Regions from separate parts of the Rattus norvegicus genome. Here region 2 is linked to region 1. A link is a contact called in public Hi-C data. All regions are on one chromosome and are shown on one strand. The core of a region is the stretch at or near the end of the contact, and the rest is flanking DNA. Distances in the headings are between cores, read along the strand shown.

Region 1 (3,105 bases), core at 216-2,715:
CTGGGAATTGAACTCAGGTCCTCTGGAAGACAGAGATGGATTAATAACTCAAAACCTCAAAACTTCTATAACATCGAGTATGTAAGAGAGAAATAGAAAGCACATGTGAAAAGCAACATGTCTACAGGCAACTTTCCTAAGAGTAGATACTTTAAAAAAGGAAAAAGAAAAAAACGACATTCAGTTAGTCTATGTTGATTTCATATACTTCAGTAGAAGCGAATGGACAGGACAATCATGATGATGTGGGAACTTCTGACTGTAGTATTGAGTTTAGTAAAGTGAAGCAAAACAATTAAAATAAATATACTCCTTAAACAAGGTCTGATGGTGCACGGACGATGGGGAATGGAAGGTGGAAGATGGGAGGCAGAAGAGTCAGAAGTTCAAGTTTATCCTTGGCCCCACAAAGACTCAAAGAACAGCCTAGGATACATTAGGTGAGAGATAGGAGATGGGGTGGGAAAAGTATACTCGTCTTTATTTCTGTTTAATTTAAAAACCACATTCGACTTAACAATGTAGGTTGTAGAAAATATATAGGGCAGGAGTAAAAGGTTTGCGATTTATTCTTATAATGAAGTTGTAGTTCTTTTTTTTTTCATTTATTTATTCGCTTTACATCCAGATCGCAGCTCCCCCTCCTTTCAGTCCCACCCTTACAAATCCCTCCCCCATTACCCCTAAAGTTGTAGTTCGTGAATACAAGAATAAAGAATCAAAGTAAGTAAATGAGAAGCCAAATATCGGTTTTGTAGAAGTTGACATAAAGGCGGTATGAGGGAGACAGAGTAACAAAAGGGCATTTTTCTGAGCTGGAGACTAAGGACCACCGGCTTTTTATCATGGCTAAGGCCTAGTAGGTGACATACATTTGTTAGTGGTTCACGAAACTACCCCTTTGGGTATCCTTTCTTCCTGTTGGATCTTTTCCCGTATGTTCCCACCAGAGCTGTGCATCGCGGCTAAAAACAGGGCTTGCTGCGACTGCTTTTGTTTACTTGGCAGATGCAGAGCTTCGAGAGAGGCAGATAGAGAAGCAAGGAAAACCTCTCGTTTTCTGGAGGCAAAGAAGCCGAAAGCCCTGTTTGAGAGCTTCGGGCTAGGGTGTGAGCCCCAGCGACAGCCCCTAACAGCTGGTAGAACCAGGTAGCACTTTCACCGAGAAAAGAGCGCTCCCGCCCGGGGCGGTGGGCGGGTCTTCCCGTAGCCCCGCCCTCCAAGGCCAATCCCTGCTCGCCGGCAGCGGACAGGAAGCAGCGGCCGGGCCTAGCGGCCGGGGCGCTCGCCTTGGCACGCATGCGCACCATCCCGGGGCGCCTGTGGGAGCAGGGCGGGGCGGGAGGCAGGGGCGCGGCCTCGCGAGTGCATTGGGTACGGATGCGTCACGTGGCGAGAAAGGAGGCGGAGGGCCGCGGCTCAGGGAAGGGGCTGAGACCAGGCGAAGAGCGAGGGCCGGGAAGCGGGGAAGGGAGGAAGGAAGAGGCCGAGGGGGAGGGAGGGCCCTGTTTTGGCGGAGTAGGGCGCGCGGCTGGGCCCCTGAAGTGGAGCGAGAGGGAGGCGCTTCGCCGGTGCCACTGCCGGGGAGGCTCGTCGGGACCCAGCGCCGGTCGCGGCTCCCTCAGGATCGATGCACCGCGGTTAACCCGTGAGGAGGCGGCGGCCGCGGAAGATGGTGTTGCCGACAGTGTTAATTCTGCTCCTCTCCTGGGCGGCGGGGCTGGGAGGTGAGACACTACCCCGGGCGGCGGAGGAGCGGCGGTCGGCCGAGCGCAGCGTCGCAGAGCCGGGCCGCGCGTGTCAGGTCTCCTCAGCTTCTGTCAGCTCTCAGCTCGCCTCAGCCGACCCCGAGCCGCGCTCCCCGCGCGCTATTGTCCCTCGCGCGCCCGGACCGCGCTCCCGCCGGCGGCGGCCGGAGCAGGCTGCGGAGCCCCGGGCCAGGCCTTCCCCGCCCCCACGGCCCGGCGGCCCTGCCTGCCTAGCTTCTCGCGCCGCTTTCCCGGGAGCCGCGGAGCCCAGGCCAGCCGCCCTCGCGCGCTCCGCAGCCACCTTAACCCTGCCCCGGTCCGAGCTCCGGGACCGCGCAGACTCGCAGCAACTTGCGAGGTTGGCAGCGCGGCGCTTGCATTGTTCTGGAAGCGAGCGAGCGGGGCGATCTGGAGCGGACCCGGGGCGGGCGCCGGTGTGCGTGTCCCACCCGAGCGCCTTCCCTCCTCATCGTGATCTTTTCGGAGTGTTGGCAGCCAGCGCTCCGGAGGGTGTGTGTGTGTGTGTGTGTGTGTGTGTGTGTGTCTGTCTGTCTGTCTGTCTGTCTGTCTGTCTGTCTTCTGTCTTCTGTCTCCCCGGGGCAAGGCTTAGTTGACTGAGGAGGATAGCAAGCCGTTTTAGGATGCTCTTCGATCTGTCTGTCTGTTTGATTTGAGTCCCCTAGAGAAGCAAGACCAACCCTTCCTGGGCTATCCAACTTGCAGAGTTTTCTTAAACTCTCAGGTGGAGCAGATGTACCGCGTAGTCAGAGGATTGTCAGAGCTGTGCTCCCTCCCCCTGCAAATTGGCGTTCACAGTTGCTTAAAGTTTCCTGACGCTTCGGGTTTGAGATACAGCGATATTTCATTCCCAGTGTTTCCTAGGAGAGGTCGCATGATTATTTTGTTCCTATGAGAAAGTGCTTTACCTTTGGTAAGCTGATTTGCCACCCAGGTATTCGGATAGAGCTTAGCTTAAAAGCATTGAATTGGAAACAAAACAAAAAGAAAACCCGGAAAACTTCCAGGGGTGTTTTGGATGGTTGTCAGTCGTCTAACTTGATACTTTAGAAAATATCCTAGTGTTTTCTGTAGTGTATTGTCTGTGTTCATCCTTTTGTCTTATTGACTTAAACTGCAGGGCCCAGCCTATTTTTGTCCGGCTTTCTGCTTACTCTGAAGTTGGTTTGTGTACCTAGTATCTGTTGTCATGTGTACTATTCATTTATTAAGCACACATTTTAGATGACAGCCACTAATAGATGCTTGATTTTTTTGTTTTGTTTTTGTTTCTAAGAACCAGGTTGCAGACCGTTTGTAAAGAGCCTCTTTATTTAACATTTGTATTTTGGTAGCGTGG
Region 2 (3,105 bases), core at 384-2,883, 280 kb after region 1:
GGACGCCTGGGAGGTCAGTGCAGAAGAGCCTGCTTGTTTCTCATGGGACATTAGAGTAAAGGGGGTCCCACAGGCTGTGCAGTGACTGTGAAGAGCTGTTAAAAGGGTTCAGAGACACCTGCAGGAGTCCTTTATGTGAGGAGAGAACTAGAACAAAACAAGGGTTGCCTTACCTGCAGCCAGACCCCAAGACTCCAGCTGAGCATGGACAGCACCCACAGAGTGTAACCGGGTATGCAAGGGTCCTCCATCTCTGTGTCAGGACAGAGAGAGGGCTATGGAGTCCACAGATGTCATAAAATCATCCTCTTTCCTGACTGTCAGAATCTGTCATGGGTGCTCCTATATTGACCTCAGCTCAAGACCTGCAGGTATAGCTCAGTGGTAGAGGGCTGACCAGCAAGCCTAATGCCCTGGCTTCTCTCCTTTCAACTGCGAACCTCGCCTCAATCTCCAAACATCAACTCAACCTCTGTTTCATCTTCCCTCACCCCACCTAGTAGATCATGCTTGACTTAGTGTAGCAATTAGTCAATAATGATTGCCTGGCTGTAGATTTGCCTTCTCTTTTGATGAAGTCCAGTCCAGAATTCCCAGTTTCCAGGCCTTCCTTAGACTCATCCACACAGGCCCAGTTTTCATAAGCAGCCTCAATTCAATCCATGAGGCAGTCCTAGGGCTCCCCTTTTCTTGCTGAAGTCTGCCAAAGAAACCCCCTTATGCTTGATGCCGGTGTCATCCCTAGAGGCCTTAGCTAGTGTGATGGTTAAGATTGCCAATTTGACAGGATCTAGATGAAACTCTGGGCGTGAGTGTAAGGGAGTTTTAGAGTAGGTTAATTGAGGTGGGAATACCTACCCTAAATATGTGTAGTGCCATCCCATAACCTTGGGTTCCAGACTGACTATAAAACGAGGAACTGAGCTGAGCACCAGCAATCTTCTCTCTCTCCTGCCTGACTAGTCCAATGTCACAAGCTGCTGTGTGCTCCCGCTACCACCCTGGCCCTGTCACGTGGGCAACTTTGAGCCAAAATAATCTCTCCCTTAAGTTCATTTTGTCAGTTTTTTTCCCCTACAGTAATGAGAGCAGTAACTAATACAGTTGGTAAGCCCATCATCTTCAAAATGGGATGTTTGCACCAGTCTAATATTTACAGGTTTACAGTAAAAACTCAGTGAATTAACGCAGATGGGAGTGAACGTTTCAATGTCAAGTTGATACCGATCAGTAAGTATGGTGTGAAATTTGCACATAGTTCTCTTTTCCCAGTAAGGGATTTTCATGATGGACGATTCCTAATATGTTACTGGTTAAGTTTCATGGGAATGTCATAGTGGTTAAGCTGCATGGGAATCTCATGACTTAGGGCTCAGAATAACAATGAACAAGAATACTTCAGAGATCTGCTCAAAGTTGGACTTGCTTTGAAGGAAGAGCCAAATATTTGTGTGAGGGCCCAGGGAGACTGCAAGACTGCCGAGTACAAGACTCCACCCGTGCCCTTTCCTGCTGGTGTAGTTTCTTCCCAGAAGGGAGTGACCAGGGTTTCAGCCAGGCTGGGAGATAAGGCTCTCTAGGCAGCAAGGAAGGCACCTAGTAAGCTATACCTCCTCAAATGCCAACCTGCATCTGGGCAGCACAGCCTCCAGGGTCAGGGAAAACTTCTTAAGGGTGGAGCTAGGGGTCCTTGCTTCTGCTCGTCTCACTGCCATAGTGAAGTCTCGTGAATTCTTGAGTTCATTCTCATTCTTTCAGCCCTTCGAGTCAAGACTATTCATACTCTTTTCTTCTTCCTCACAATATTCTCCTACTTCTTTTCCTTTAAGACTTGAACCAGGGGGCTGGAGAGATTACTCGGTGGCTAAGAGCTCTGGCTGCTTTTGCAGAGGACTTAGGCTCAGTTCCCACTACCCACACGTCAACTCACATCTGTCTGCCTCTCCAGTTCCAGGGGATCTGATGCCATCTTCTGGCCTTCTTGGGCACAGTGTGTACATTGTTTGCAGACATACATGCAGGTGAATAGTCAACACACACACATGCACACACACACACATGCACACACACACACACACACACATGCTTGTCTAAACTGCCTTCTTAGCTGACCATTCTTGCCTCAGAACTCTGCACAACATAAATTTGTACACTTATCACATTGAATCAAAATTGTCTCACATACTCTAAGGTCCTGGACTCTTAGATTGAAGCTTTTGGGTAAATGAAATGGTGATTTTTGTACTGTCCTTGGGGCTTAGAATGCAGCAAGTGGTAAATAACAGCTATAATTTTGTTTTATGATTTAATATAAATTAGTATTTTTCCCTTCACTATGTTGGTTCCTCTTAGTACCAGGGAGTTGGAGTGTCTGACATCAGAGTCTTACACAGCTATGTGTAGGCCAGTCCTTCTCAGGCCCTGCCCAACCCTGCTAATGTCCAGCTTGTGTGAGAAGAGCGCCCTGGAGCAGATTTCCAGGGTTAGAAAGGAGTGGCTCAGTGCTTTTGTGGCAATTTCTCTACCCATCACCATGGAGTCTCAGCCCGGAAGCTTCTCTTCAAGAAATACTTTCTTTTCAGCTTGCAGATGTTTTAATTTGGAAGAGCACATTTTTGTGACTACCTTGAATTTAATATATATTTGGAAAATTGGGACCATCAACATTCTTTCGTTCCTTTCAAGGGGAGGGCCTCGTAAGACCTAGCATCCTGTGAGGATTGATAGGTAGCTGGTGGCTACTGGCAAGTTGACCGTGATCCTGTAAATAACTTCTCAGCTATGCTGCTTGCTAGAAACCTAGTGAAACTCACTGGAGCATACACACATCTCTCTGTCTCTCTCTGTCTCTCTCTGTCTCTGTCTCTCTGTCTCTCTCTCTCTCTCCTGTGTGTGTGTGTGTGTGTGTTTGCTTGTGTGTACACATGCACACATGAGTTGGGGTGCCTGAGATAGCCAGAAGAGGATGTCAATCTCCTAGAGCTGGAGTTACAGGCACTTGTGAGCTGTATAGTGTGGGTGCTGGGAACTGAACTCAGGTCTTTGAGAGAGCAGCAAACACTCAACCTCTGCATCATCTCTCCAGCCCCCCAGGAATCATATTTT

What was found. Hi-C and Micro-C count contacts between places; a contact is called where the count stands out from the background.
Region 2: a contact with region 1 is called in a Hi-C map of frontal cortex, with 2.4 times the contacts expected there. The contact joins the enhancer-like site here to the promoter of Adam10 in region 1. A contact is called at or near these places in 4 of 12 Hi-C or Micro-C datasets (the A7r5 cell line, frontal cortex, hepatocytes and 1 more).

Annotation. Positions count from the first base shown.
Region 1 is chr8:80,225,397-80,228,501 of GRCr8, forward strand. It overlaps Adam10 (ADAM metallopeptidase domain 10), which reads left to right and starts at 1,466. Exons shown (of 16, transcript NM_019254.1): 1 at 1,466-1,727. The coding sequence starts at 1,673.
Region 2 is chr8:80,503,733-80,506,837 of GRCr8, forward strand. The region is part of intron 1 of Lipc (lipase C, hepatic type); the gene reads right to left. Among named protein-coding and RNA genes, the nearest start is that of Lipc, 11 kb to the right of the region's middle. Within about 2 kb of position 1,634, at least 5 of the 93 cell types and tissues checked have an H3K27ac peak or open chromatin away from gene starts, as enhancers often do.